5 separate regions of the Mus musculus genome follow, and regions 2, 3, 4 and 5 are each linked to region 1. Evidence: chromatin contacts called from public HiChIP or PLAC-seq and promoter capture Hi-C data. All regions are on one chromosome and are shown on one strand. Each heading gives the region's core, a stretch centred on a gene start, on an enhancer-like site or on the middle of the called end of the contact. The rest is flanking DNA. Distances are from core to core; before and after follow the strand shown. Region 1 holds the start of Trim69 (tripartite motif-containing 69). Region 2 holds the start of Map1a (microtubule-associated protein 1 A). Region 3 holds the start of Hypk (huntingtin interacting protein K). Region 4 holds the start of Sqor (sulfide quinone oxidoreductase). Region 5 holds the start of 4930417H01Rik (a long non-coding RNA gene).

Region 1 (2,536 bases), core at 22-2,521:
ACAAAACAAACAATTACAGAAAAAACCAACGAGGAAAGCTGTTGCATTACATTAACTATGCCACTGTCCTCTGTCTCTTCCTGAGCTCTTATGGCCAGCACATTACTTGGCTGTGGTAGGGGCTTAAGGAATGTGTTGGAAGTAGCTTGTCTGAATCTCTGCTCTTTAAGAATACTCTTGGTCTCCACCCTCTTGAAACCTGAAACCCTCTCCTTTGGCCCCGAGTGCACTACTACCCTGGTTCTTTCCCCATGAGTAATTTCCATCCCCCTTTCTATTCTTAGTATCTTCTCTGGCTTTCTTCTAGCTCTGCTCTCTTTTAACAAGTGAGTAATTTCCTGACTTCGTGTTCAGCCTCACAGAAGTAAATCCTAAATCTGTACCTCTGGGTTCTGACCCACTCGGCATCCGGATCCATGTACTGAGATTCCTTGATGGGTTTCCGTGGAAACCCGGCTTCCTTAAAGTAAATCGATGTTTTCTTTTGTCTGTCAACACTAAAGTTTAGAATACTAACTTCCTTTACTTTAGTTTTAAGGTGTTAATTTAAGACGTTTAACTGGGCTGGTGAGATGGCTCAGCAGGAAAAGATGCTTGCTCCCAAGCCCGACGACCCAAACTCAGTCCCTGAGATCCACATGGTGGAAAGAGTGAACCTAATCCTGCAGATTTTCCTCTGACTTCCACACATGTGCTCTGGTATGCACGCCCACATATCTACACAAAATACACAAATGTGATTTCTAAAAATGTTTAACTGCACCTCTGTTGTAAATATAACATACCAAGACCTATAGTATGAAAAAATGTTATAACTAATAATTCTTCATCTAAAGATAGTAGTTATATTGATAAAGAGGTTAACTTTTGTATAATGTTTGTCTTAATTATCAAAAAGTTATGGTGGACCTCCTTACTTTCTTACCCACATCTCTAATTTCTGTTTATCCAAAGGCCTAGAGTTTAGAAGGTAAAGGCTACATGTTAAATATTTCTTTGATTTCCCTTCTTGATCCACAATCAATACCCTGTTTCCTACCCTGTGTGTAGAAAACCCGCTGAGTGGTTAGAGAATAACTTACCTCCATGAAACTTGGTCATTAGGCCACCAGGGGGCAGAGTCAGGCAACTTGGCTTTGCTCAGTGAGCCCAGGATGGCTGCAGACCAAGAGTTCTGGGCCTGTTAGTATGCTAGGAATGGACTCAGAGCCCATGAGAGGAGGAGGGAGAAGAGAGTTCAGGAGCTGAAGAAGACAGACAAGGCCAAAGCTAGAGATCCAGCAGGTTCCGTGACAGTTTGTCAGTTGCTTTGATGATATTCGCGTCTGAGATAGACAAACTCTGATTGGATTGGAATGACCTGCCAACCCCTTTTATTATTTTATTTGGGATGGGATTCTTTTAAACTTCAGGTGGTAATCTAATTTTTAAATGTTTAATCTTGAGTTATGTGTGAGTATGTTTGTGCTCGAGTGTGTGTCATGTATGGAGGTGCCCACAGAGGCCAGAGAGGTGGATCAAATTCCCTGGAGCTGGAGTTACAAGTAGTTGTGAACTACCTGATGTGAGTACTGGGAGCCAAACTCTGGTCCTCTGTAAGCACCATAAATACTCTTAATGGCTGAGCCATCTCTCCAGCCCTGGTAATGTAATTTTAAGGTTTTCAGATCTCACTTGGGAATGAGGCTGCTCGAGGGAAGAGAGAACAAACAGCAGCATCAGCTGTACCCCTGACTGGAGCGGCTTCTCTTTATCCTAGCTGGACCCGTCACCTCCAGACACAGAGCCTTTCAGGGGTAGCTGTTTGGCTCTCCCTGTCTTCTTGGCATCTCCTGAAGCAGACCTGATCAAGTAGCAGGGTCTGGAGCTGGACCCTAAGGCAGCAGGGAAAGATGCTGTTCACACAGCTTTCTCTAAAAGTCTAAGTAAGCACTTTTAGCTTAGACGCTCGTCCCTAGACCATGCTCAAGTCTGGGAGCCCGCGGGTTTGATGTTTTGCTTACAGTAATTCTAACTCAGTATATTGCCTTGAGTGGTTAGTGTCTGCCTGCTATCCAGCCTTAGCATGGACAACAGCATGCCAGAGTTAGAGACTGCCCACAAATGCCTTGCTTCTCTGGCTTTGCACAGGCTGCCCCTCCTGCCAAGAGAGTTGCTGAGAAGTCAGAGCAGGCTGTGTGCAGCAGCAGCACCTGGCAGATGTTTCTATCACTGCTCTGGGTATACTACATTCTTCCTTTCATTAAACCGATTTGTCTTCAGATCTCTTTCCCAAGAAACCGCAAGCTTCTTGTGAGAAAGAACTGTCTTCTTAGCCCCCAGGCCTTCCATGCTATCACTCTGTAGTAAACACTGGCTTAGTGAGAGAGTTCGAGGGGCCCTGTGAATGATCTGCACACCCTCCTTCTGTCTGCTTGTTTTCTTAGATTTCAGGGTTATTGTCGTTGTTTGTGTTTGTTGTTTGGTTGATTGGTTTGGGTGGGTTTTGTTGTTATTTTGTATTTGTTTTGGATTTTGGTTTTCAAGACAGAGTTTC
Region 2 (2,536 bases), core at 20-2,519, 870 kb after region 1:
GCCTGGATACTGGACCCAAAGGACTGAGACAAATAACCCTAGTCCTAACCTTTGACCTCTGAGGAGAAGTGAGCTAGGTGCCGGGTAATGAAGAGTCTCAACTGTTGGTTCAAGTCAAAGGATGATAAGTCAATATTCCAGGAGAGAATCCCTGTAAAAGAAAAGGGGGAAAAAAAATAAGAGGGTTCTAGTCAAAGTCACCCACAGAAAGCATTGCCAAGCTCCTGGGAGAGGAAAGAAATGGGAGGTGATGCCTCCAAGAAGGATAGCTAGTACCTGCTTTTTCCCCTTTCCAGAGGGCAAAGAGCAGAGTTTAGAATGGGCTTACTAATAAATGAGCTTGGAGTTTTTGTTTTTCAAGGCAAAACAGTTACGGTAGAAGTGACACGCAAGGGTCTATTTCCATATACTGTAGGTTTCCATAATGATCCCTCTTGCTAAATCAGATTCTAGATTCTCCTATGCCCCCTCCCTTGCCTCCATCCCCTGCTTCCACCCGCAGGTGGCTCCGCAGCACTGCGCCACAGGCACGGCTGAGGGAGGTGAGCTGCAGAGCCACGAAGGTCACTCTCTAAACTTGGCTGCCAGCATTCAGAGATTTGAGATGTGTACCTCGCGTTCAAAAACCTCCCCTAAAGAAGAAATTGTAAGGTAGGGACATGGACTTTTCAGGGTCTGATGAGGACTTTCGGATATATGGTCCAGTGGCTTCGGGAAAGGGGTGTGACCAGAGGGACCCCAGGGTCTCCACGGAGCTTCTCCTGCTCCTGCTCCGGGACACTGCGGAACAGAATGGGGTATGCAGAAAGGATGGGCAAGCAAGGTGTTGGCAGCTCGAGAGGACAGAGGCACATTCATGGAAGATGCAGGTGACAGGGTCGCAGGTTTCGGGAAGTGCACATAGAGATAGAGGAGACAGAAATGTGCACTGGGAGATGAATGCAGATGGCGGAGAGGCATGGATGGAGTACTGCGTAAAAGCCAGGAGAGCGGCTCACCTTGTTCAAGGTGGGCCCGCACGGCCCTCAGCTGACTCTCTGTACCGATATCGCCGATCACGATGAGCAAGGAGTATTTCCGCAGGTCCCAGCGCGCTGCCGCTACCGCGGCACCGGCCTCGCAAAGAGGCTCCGCCGGGTTCTGAGCTGGCGGTGCACCGAGGCTCTGGAGCCCCAGCTCCGGAGTTGTCTCCATGGCAACGCTGCCAGGCCGCGCGGTCCCGGCTTCGGTCGCCATGGAAACTCCCGCGGAGTGTTAGGCTAGCTGCGTCCGCTGCGGGGAGAGTGCGCGCGGTTCTTAAAGGCCGGCGGCAGGAGCCGTTCATTGGTCACTGCCTTCTAGGGGCGGGGCTGAAGCGCCGCAGGGGCGGGGCGGGGATGCGGTGGTTGTGCCGCTATGGGTGGTGGCTGCAGTCATCCACCTGCAGTTTTCCTGACCAAGTGCCCCTCTCCGACTTGAGCCAGGGTAAGGGTTCTGCGAGACCCAGCCGAGGGCGGAGTCCAAGGCGCGAGAACAACATCCATCTAGTTAGGCTGTGTCTGCGTTGAGCACAGTGTGGGAGGCAGTTCCGCAGCTTCTCTCGAACCTTGGGGAGCCATCTTGCCCTTCGCTGTCTCGGGGTTTCTATCGTGGTCTCCATCTGGCAATTATCGTTGTCTCTATTTTTCCCCCCGCCTCGCTGCATGCCAGGGTCTAGGTTACCAACCTGGGTTTCCCCGTCCTTGCCCCGAGCTCCGGGCGTGGTCAATCAGGCTGCGCAGTATTGGAGGGGACAGGATGACCTTCCTACCCTGAGTCCCTGGAGAGTAGTTATTCCAAGGATAGTGGTTGGCTAGTCTCCATATTTGCTGAGTGCAATGAGCTCAGACTGCAGCAAAGAGTATTTGAGTAAAACCCAGGAAAGACTTCCCAGCTACTAGGGATGTGACACAGTGGATAAATTTAGGAGACCATGTAATTACTGTACAGAACTGAATTAATATTCTCTGTCTTTCCCTCTCCTTCTCTCCATCCCTTCCTTTCCTTCCTCTCCCCTTCTCTTGCTGAACCCCCAACTCCCCATTCTTCAAAGACTCTCCACCACTACAGCTGATCTTACCCTGAGTCATTCTGTTGTGTGCATCAGAGAGAAGGCCTGTGTTTAGGCTCCAGTTATACTTGCTTTTTCTTCCATTTACCTTGCACTTTGGAGATGGTAGAAGAGAAGAAAGGCTACGGAGATGATTCAGTTGGTAAAGTACTTCCCTGGCAAGCAAGTGTTCAGGTTCTCAGAACTGTAAAAAAAAGCCAGGCACAGCGGTGAGCACTTGGAATCGCAGAGATGGTAACTAGGAGGGAGAGACAGATGAATCTCTGGAAGCTCGCAGGCCAGCTATACCATTGAGAGACCCTGGTATCTATAGTACAAAGAAGAAAAGGGTGTCTGAGGGACACCACTCCAGGTTGTCCTCTTGCACTCACATGTGCACACATGAAATCCTACTCCTTAAAAGGATAGAAAAGAGGTAATAGCTGATACCTCAAGCCTGCCAGTGAA
Region 3 (2,536 bases), core at 14-2,513, 700 kb after region 1:
TAATGCATTTGATCTGAGATGAAACTGAAGAAAAAAAAAAAACAGCAAAACAGAACACTTTATTTCAGTCAGTCAGTCAGTCCAGAATGTCTAAAAAAGCACATTATCAGTTGGTTAGGGCAATAAGAGCCTCCACCACATTGCCCATGTGTTCCCTCAAGCTCCTTTCTGCTGCTGCTCGAGAGATCTCCATTTCCGTCATCTGCAAAAGGGAAAATCACGTCACCAAAGCCTCTTCTCCACTTGTTTCAGGAGCCCAAATTAGGTAGCACTTCTCTTGTGAATCCATTAAAAAATTAATACTCACTATCAACTCCAGATCTTCCTTCTTGATAGTGACCTTCGCCAGTTCCTTCTCCCTGTAAATATTTATACATTTCTTTTCATTCTCTGCCTCTGCTATAAACTCCCAGAAGGAACACTCCCAGCTACTCACTGAAAATGGGTGGAACAAGGTTTACTGAAAATAGCAAATAAACGCGCCAACTCTTTCCCCTGGAGGTTTTACAGTAAGGTATCCTGGAATCTTTCCTTCCACTAACAAAGTTGTAATCCCTAGATCTGTAGAAATTGGTTAAAGACGTAAACTTTTTTTTCCCCTGGAGAACGAGGACCTACCGGTAGTGCTGGTGGTGTGCTTTAAACTTACCGCTCTTGTTTGGCCTTTTGTTCCCTGGACCGTCTGTCTCCAATGACGGACATAGCCTGTAGAAAACACGAGTCAAGTTATCTACCACCGTGCCACGCAAATTTTCTGATCTAAAACGCAATACCAAAAATAAAAACCACGTGGTTTTCAGGTATTCACAACTACGAGTGTTCTCAGGACCAAAGGACTACGCCTAATTTCGTGCACATGAGATCTATTTAGGCCCAATCTCTATCGAATTCTTAAGCAAACAGCAGACTGGGTGGGTGCTGTCGCTTAGCCCCACCCTACTGCCAAATCCCACCATTGCTATCAGCCTTCCCGGAGCCCCAGTGAGCAGCAAACCGGTCAGTCTCACCTCTCTCCCGCCCCTCTCTCAACCCCTCATACAAGCTCCCAGCCAACTTCACCGTTTCAAGATTCGAACTCTGGATCTCCTTCTCCTCCGCATAGTCAGTAACCCGCTCTAGGTCAGCAGCACCACTGTCATGTTTCCTTGGCTTCTCGGGAGGCCGCTCCGGGCCGCTGGTCTCGGTCTCTAACTCCAACTCCACGTCTCCCTCGGTCGCCATTTCGATCTCACCGCGCCGCCGCATAGGCTGCCGCTTCACAACTTCCGGCAACCCTCACAGCTTCCGCCCAGATAAGGGGCGGGGTAGGCGTGGACCACACCTTTGTGCCTGTCTTGAGAAGCTTCAGCTAGCAAAGAGGTTCGCTTTTGACTTCCTCTCCAGCTTGTTTTCTGCAGTCTCCTTCGACTATCTGTTCACTACCCACACCACCAAGGCACATTGTTCCTAAGAGCAATCCTTTCACACATAGAGACACACACATGGAATTCTGTCCAATCAAGGTGGCTAATCCTAAACCAATTAAAAAACCTAATCCCTAGACCTGATAGGCCAACTGCTCCTAATCTCAGAATAACAGTCCGAATGATCCCGAATAGGAAGCCCGGCGAAGGCATCTTCACAAGACTATTTGCATCTATCTACCACTTCCTGGTAACCTGTATTCATTTTATGACATGTCTATGCTGCCTTAAGACGAATGATTAGGCCAGCAAAGCGACTGTCCAATGGGCGAAAATCCCGAGAAGCTGCTGTTTCTCGTCAGTTTTTCCAATACTGGATCTACATCTAACAAAAATGATGGGTGCAAAAGTTGTCACCGGCCGGAGCACCACCCAGGGTCTTGCACAGCAGCACGGTGGAGTCAGTAATGTAGTGGAAACCCCCTTCAATCAGGTGAGACATTTGGGAAGAGATAGCTAAAAAGCTAGGAGTTGGGATGAGAAACCTGGTTCTTTGCCTGGGTAATAGGTAAACATCTCATTCCACATTCCCAGCCATAGATCATTAGGAAAAAGTTAAGTGGTTCAAGAATACACCAAAGTTTAAAGTTCTTGCAATGAAAACCTTACTAGTGCTTTGTGGAAGGTAATCCTAAGAGGCTCATAACCAGACAGAAGGATGGAGGGTTTGGGAATTTGACCATTGGTTAACCCCACACCCTTTGAAAAACTCTGCATTGCTTCTATCCCCAGGCATCCTGCTGTGGACCTGTTTCTTGGACCAGTGGCTGCCACTCTCTGACAGAGTCTAGGTGTAGCCGCCTGCTCTACATCCTCCTCCACGTGGGAGCCTCAGCAATCTGCTGCCTCCTGCTTTCGAAGACAGTGGTAGAAAGGGTCTGGGGCAAAGCACATGGGGTAAGTCGGCAAGGGTTGCAATGTGAGGGAAAAAAAAAAACCTTTAAGATTTGGGACAGGGAGCAAAGGAGTCAACCTACCAGTAAAAAGTTGAGACTGTCCATAGATTGTGGCTGGCCCTGACTTTTCTCACAACCAACTCCCTGCAGATCCAGATGCCCTCAGTGCTATGTGCC
Region 4 (2,536 bases), core at 25-2,524, 600 kb before region 1:
GTTAAACCCAAGAAGCTAAGTTGCCTAACAAGTAATCAACACCCTTTCTGCTAACAGGGTATCTATCTAAATTGAGGTCCATTCATCTGAATGAAAGAAAAAAAAAATCTTCACCTTCCACTGATGTCTACTTGAAATTTAACATTCTCTTCAAGGACTGTGTAGGCAGCTGGCCACAGCAATATTAGCAGTATTTATGATGTTTTAGAAATGTGTTTACAGGTAGTGCCTATATCTTGAATTCTATATTCTGAGCTATTCAAAATTATAATAGTTATTTGCTTTTTAAATTTATATGGCATTCTTTTAAATACTTTAGTGGCTGTTTTCTTTCATCATAGCCTGCCTTAAATTTTATGTTTTTAAAAGTCTCTTGAGAGATAGATGGCTCAGTGGTTAAGAGCTCTTACGGAGGGCTTACTTCCAGAGGAATTGAGTTCAGTTCCCAGCACCCAGATGAAAGCTTATAACCCCAGTTCCAGGGCATTAGGCATACATGCAAACGAACTAACTATACACATGAAATAAAATAATAAAGTTTAAAGCAAAAAGGGAAATCTTCTAAGAAAGAGTCCTTAGTTTTCCCCCAAACTCAGAACTGTCAGAGGTAGCTGCAGGTTTTAAAAAAAAAAAAAAAGGATCAGAAAGCTGTGTTTACAGAGGAGAGGTTTACAGCCTGTGCAAACTCTCTGACTCAGCTTCAGTCTGTGAGCCCTAGAAGCTGGGGTGGCTCTCGGAGAAGTAAGTAAAAGTAAGGTGAAAAGTTTCACCAAAGAGCCTTTTCTCCCTTGTACTAATTGCCAATCAGCCTGGCCTGTGCTTCTCCGCTGACCACCTCCCACCCCCAGCGCCCTGGGTACCTCCCCAGATCAATGCCAGTCTCAACCCACCCGGCAGGCAGGGCAAGGTGCTGAGTGACAGACAACAAGTGGAACTAACGTTTCTGAAATTCCCACGCACCGAGACCACACGTCCAAGCTGTGTGGGTGGAGAGGGTGCCAGGGCCATCCTCTCTGCATCGCTGAGGCTGGGCCACTAAGGAGAAAGCATTGAAGTCCACCGAGTCCCAGACCAAAGGGGAGTCTGTCAGGGGTTGGAAAAGAAGAAGGGCGGCCGGGAGCGCGGAGACAGAACCGAGGTGGGCGACAGCGAGCGGCTATAGGAGGGTAACAGCGTCGTGGGGTGCGTCTTACCGGGCTGAGCGACACCGTGGGCCCCAGCGCTGGCGCAGCAGAAACTACTGTGGCGCTGGAGCGCTGGCCTCGCATAGCCCCGCCTGGCCGCCGGGGCGGGGAGGCAAAGGCCAGGGGCGGGGACAGCCACCACCCCCACACCCCCAACCTCCGGAGGAGGAAAGGCCGCCAGGGCGCTACCCAACAACAAACCCGGAGGGGAATGCGCACCTTGGAGCAGGCACGGACACCGGAGGCATGGGTGGTATGGGTGATCCTTGCTCCCCATGTCCTGCGACTGTCCCCACGCAGCCTAGACGCTTTTCTTACGCCTGGGGTGCAGACAAGGCCACCTCTACTCAGAACCGCGCGGCACCTTCCCCTGGAACCTGCTGGCTCCTAGGAGTTGTTCTTTTGGTGCCTGACAAGTCACTGTTCTGCCCCTTCTAAGGACTGACTGTTTGAAGGCACAAGCCAGAGACCGCGGCTTCATGTGTTAAAACAAATACAGTTCCTAAAAGTTGCTAAGGCCTCAACTTAAAAAAAAAAAAAAAAAAAAAAAACCTCAAAGAACACGCAAATGCCACCAACTTTTTTTTTAAGCATAACTAAGTTTCTTTCGCACTTGTTTGATTATATGCATTTTAATAGTTTTTGAGTCACTTCTTTCAAACTGTCTTCACTCTGAAGGATCTATAGAAAAATTGCTTGGTCGCAAACAGGGACTACGGGTTTGATGGTAAGCCTGGTGGCACTTGCTGGCACCTGCACCTGCAACACTGCCTCCCTAGTAATTTTCCGTGACTTTGTGCAGCAACAGGTAAGTCTGGTAAAGAACTTGGAAACAAAACCAAATGTGATCTGTATTTACTGATAAAGCTATTGCTGGAAACAGCGTATTAAGACTATGTAAAAATAATCCTTAATGTCTGCCATACTCTAAACTAAAACTGAATTTATTTTATCAATAAAATGTTTCACATACTTGAGAGTTGAGGCAAGGGGCGGGGCACCAGAAAAAAATGTTCAGGCCTCAGGACAGTTAATTGTTGTATAGTACTGAACATAACCCTGATTTCCACCCTCTAAGTGCCAACAATTGTAGCCCAAAGTTTTGACAAAAGCAAAACTCTACACACATATTTCCAAAGCAATTCGTACTATTCTTCATCTCTCCTTCCTCTCCATCCTCATTAAGAAGTCCTGGTTCCTGTGAATGAATCAAGGGCAGTCTGTTTGCAGGGTGTTTGGAGGTCTATGGCTGGAGAATCGAGTTGGAAGCCGTGTCCTGAATAGTTCCCACACGCTGGGGCATCTATGTATCGTTCTATTACCCCACTGAAGTCCCTTCTTTCCATCAGTGT
Region 5 (2,536 bases), core at 21-2,520, 540 kb before region 1:
CTATTCTTGAAACATTCACATCCCTCCTACCTTGAGGCTGCATTTAAGAGACTCCGATGACACTCCTGAAACATTGTAGGCAGTTAAATGGGACATTAAAAACAACAGAACAATCTACTCCTAAGATATTTGGAGCCGAGGAATGTAATGGCTCGTAAGCTGTCTCCCTTTGGCTATTACCATCGTGTCCTGATTGATGAAATTCTAGGCAATAGCCTTCCCTTCCTGATCTCGGGACCATGGAGGGTCTAATTTGCTTTCATGACTGCAGCTCTGGGGGAAAACTTAGGACTGAGGGATCACTCTGGAATACAGAAGTAGCCAGGGCTTTCTTTTCGCACCGGATTCTAAGGTGTCAACAGAATCGTTAAAATTGCCTCGTGTGATTTTTTTCATTGTATTTTTGTGACCTGAAATTTTGGTAAGATATAAAAACTTTTTAAAATATTGTCTTTGTAAACCCTGGGGAAGTAGGAGCTTGCAGGACACCACAGGCAAGATGCAGGTGTAGCCCCGTGTCTAACTTGCATGAGCCCCTGGATTAGATCCTAAGGATCTCAAAAGGAAAGAAAGGTGGAAGCCAAGGATTTACACTTTAAAATGAATTCTACCAACAGTGTTGCCTTTAATCTTGCTTCTTGAGGACATTTGAGAATGTGATGAAACATAGGGAAAGTAAGCTCACACAATTGTGCCCAAGGAGCGTAGCAGTGAACACAGAAGGAAGACACATATTTGCTGAGAAACAGGAAACTTTAAAGCAAGCCATAGAACTACTGACCATCCTAGTCTTGTCCTAGCCTTTTGACCAAGATAATCGGCAATTTTTTGCCGATTGGGTAGAAGAAAAGCTACCAGGATTCCCACTTGGTAAGAAAGCACTAAAGGACATTTTCCACGGACCATCCATAACCAAGATCGGACCTGAGATTCCCGAGACCCATCTCCAGTGGAGGGAATTCAGAGCAGTGACACCCAGCTCCGGGGGGACCTTCCCGCGGCACACCCGGGGGCTCAGAGCGCACAAGACCTCAGAGCCCGAGAGGCGGGGCCGGGAGGGCGGGGGCAGGGGGCGACGCGCGACCACGCCCCCTCGGCGCGCCCCCAAGCGGCGGCCTGCGTGCCCGCGCCGACCCCTCCCCTCGCGCCTCGCGGGCGCACGCGCCGCCTCGTTCAGGGGCCGGAGGAGGCCGGGCCTGTCAGACCCCGCGGCCGGCCTCCCAGCGGCACGGGGCGGGCGGGTGCAGTGGCTGGGGCTCGGCCTCGGTCCCTGGCCCGGGTCGCAGTAGCGCGAGCTCCGGGCGGGGATGCGCGGCGGCGTCGGCCCGCAGGTAGCCGAGCACCGCCGAGTCCGGAGCTGGCGCGCGGCCGGGGCGCGGCGACAGGAGCGGGGTCTCGTTCTCCTCACGATGGGCAGGGACGCGCCGCGCTGCCCTGAGGAGCCCGAGCGCCGGTGAAGGCGGAGTCGCCGGCCGCCCCTCCGCTGCCATGGCCGGCCCCGGCGCGTGGAAGCGCCTCAAATCCCTGCTGAGGAAAGACGACACGCCGCTGTTCTTAAATGACACCAGCGCCTTCGACTTCTCGGACGAGGTGAGCGACGAGGGGCTTTCGCGCTTTAATAAACTTCGAGTCGTGGTGGCCGACGATGACTCGGAAGCCCCGGAAAGGCCTGTGAACGGGGCGCACCCGGCCCTCCAGGCCGACGATGACTCCTTATTGGACCAGGACTTACCTTTAACCAACAGTCAGCTGAGTTTGAAAATGGACCCCTGTGACAACTGCAGCAAGCGACGCGAGTTGCTGAAGCAGAGGAAGGTGAAGACCAGGCTGACCATCGCTGCCGTCCTCTACTTGCTTTTCATGATCGGAGAGCTTGTAGGTGAGTTGTGTCGCCGACTCGCTTGCCTTTGACTTTGTCCAGCTGTTAGCTACGCCGGAGTTGAGGTGGAAACTTTGTTTTCAGGAAGTTTGCTGAGTATCTAGACTTTCGTGGGTCCATAGGAAAGGGACACGGGATTCCAAAGTGCGGTTCCCGTGAGCGCCCACTGAGAGCTTGCAGGTATATCTTGTAACTCCCATAAACAGTGCCTTTTACTGTAGGGTTTAGGGTGTTATCTTGACTGTATATCATGTAACTTCTCCTTTTACAGATTCTGATAAAATGCCAGGTTTATCTTTCAACGTCTAAAATAATTCTGACATGGATTAGAATCAGAATTTTATAGTACTAAGGGATGTTACTGAACACCATTCTGTTTTCTCACACAGAAGTTCTGAAGGGATTAGATTATGAGGAATCTTATTGGGAAAAGAGAGAGCCATCCACAGTACCAGACTTTCCTCTCTGTCTACATTTTGGTTATTTGATGCTTATTTATGCCGCTTCCTTTTGAGCTTATAGCCAAGGGCTTTACAAAACTCTATACAGCCAACTAATTAAAAGTTCATTATTAAAAGGAGTATCTACAGTTTGCTAGAGGTCTCCCCGGCAGCTGCAGAAGCTAGGGTTTTTTTTTTTCTCCTTTTTTAACTGATT

The links. Promoter capture Hi-C pulls out the DNA fragments that hold promoters and counts their contacts. HiChIP or PLAC-seq counts read pairs in DNA pulled down with a chosen protein or histone mark. Capture Hi-C pulls out chosen DNA fragments and counts their contacts.
Region 2: a promoter capture Hi-C map of pre-B cells shows a contact between it and region 1, with 2.3 times the contacts expected there. The contact joins the promoter of Map1a here to the promoter of Trim69 in region 1. A contact is called at or near these places in 1 of 39 promoter capture datasets (pre-B cells) and 1 of 115 datasets of contacts at active chromatin or transcription factors (memory CD8 T cells).
Region 3: a promoter capture Hi-C map of adipose tissue shows a contact between it and region 1, with 2.5 times the contacts expected there. The contact joins the promoter of Hypk here to the promoter of Trim69 in region 1. A contact is called at or near these places in 4 of 39 promoter capture datasets (liver, neutrophils and pre-B cells), 1 of 115 datasets of contacts at active chromatin or transcription factors (bone marrow-derived macrophages) and 3 of 9 other capture datasets (adipose tissue, liver and macrophages).
Region 4: a contact with region 1 is called in a promoter capture Hi-C map of liver. The contact joins the promoter of Sqor here to the promoter of Trim69 in region 1. A contact is called at or near these places in 9 of 39 promoter capture datasets (cranial neural crest, embryonic stem cells, hematopoietic stem and progenitor cells and 5 more), 2 of 484 Hi-C or Micro-C datasets (cerebral cortex and liver), 3 of 115 datasets of contacts at active chromatin or transcription factors (astrocytes, bone marrow-derived macrophages and embryonic stem cells) and 2 of 9 other capture datasets (adipose tissue and liver).
Region 5: an H3K4me3 HiChIP or PLAC-seq map of forebrain shows a contact between it and region 1, with 4 times the contacts expected there. The contact joins the promoter of 4930417H01Rik here to the promoter of Trim69 in region 1. A contact is called at or near these places in 4 of 39 promoter capture datasets (the 3T3-L1 cell line, cranial neural crest, hippocampal neurons and 1 more) and 5 of 115 datasets of contacts at active chromatin or transcription factors (CD8 T cells, bone marrow-derived macrophages, forebrain and 2 more).

The regions. Positions count from the first base shown.
Region 1 is chr2:122,159,443-122,161,978 of GRCm38.p6, reverse strand. It overlaps Trim69 (tripartite motif-containing 69), which reads right to left and starts at 1,271. Exons shown (of 7, transcript NM_080510.3): 1 at 1,083-1,271. The coding sequence starts at 1,088. All of the region lies in intron 2 of Patl2 (protein associated with topoisomerase II homolog 2 (yeast)), which reads left to right.
Region 2 is chr2:121,288,335-121,290,870 of GRCm38.p6, reverse strand. It overlaps Map1a (microtubule-associated protein 1 A), which reads right to left and starts at 1,269. Exons shown (of 7, transcript NM_032393.2): 1 at 999-1,269; 2 at 50-151. The coding sequence starts at 1,236. It also overlaps a transcript of Trp53bp1 not described here.
Region 3 is chr2:121,455,815-121,458,350 of GRCm38.p6, reverse strand. Hypk (huntingtin interacting protein K) reads right to left here and starts at 1,263. Exons shown (of 4, transcript NM_026318.3): 1 at 1,060-1,263; 2 at 650-705; 3 at 308-359; 4 at 1-202. The coding sequence starts at 1,245. The coding sequence ends at 107. It overlaps Serinc4 (serine incorporator 4), which reads left to right and starts at 1,587. Exons shown (of 12, transcript NM_001025371.2): 1 at 1,587-1,896; 2 at 2,196-2,360; 3 at 2,510-2,536. The coding sequence starts at 1,798.
Region 4 is chr2:122,764,097-122,766,632 of GRCm38.p6, reverse strand. Sqor (sulfide quinone oxidoreductase) reads right to left here and starts at 1,274. Exons shown (of 10, transcript NM_001162503.1): 1 at 1,194-1,274.
Region 5 is chr2:122,701,373-122,703,908 of GRCm38.p6, reverse strand. 4930417H01Rik (a long non-coding RNA gene) reads right to left here and starts at 1,270. Exons shown (of 5, transcript XR_866691.3): 1 at 925-1,270. It overlaps Slc30a4 (solute carrier family 30 (zinc transporter), member 4), which reads left to right and starts at 1,246. Exons shown (of 7, transcript NM_011774.3): 1 at 1,246-1,879. The coding sequence starts at 1,489.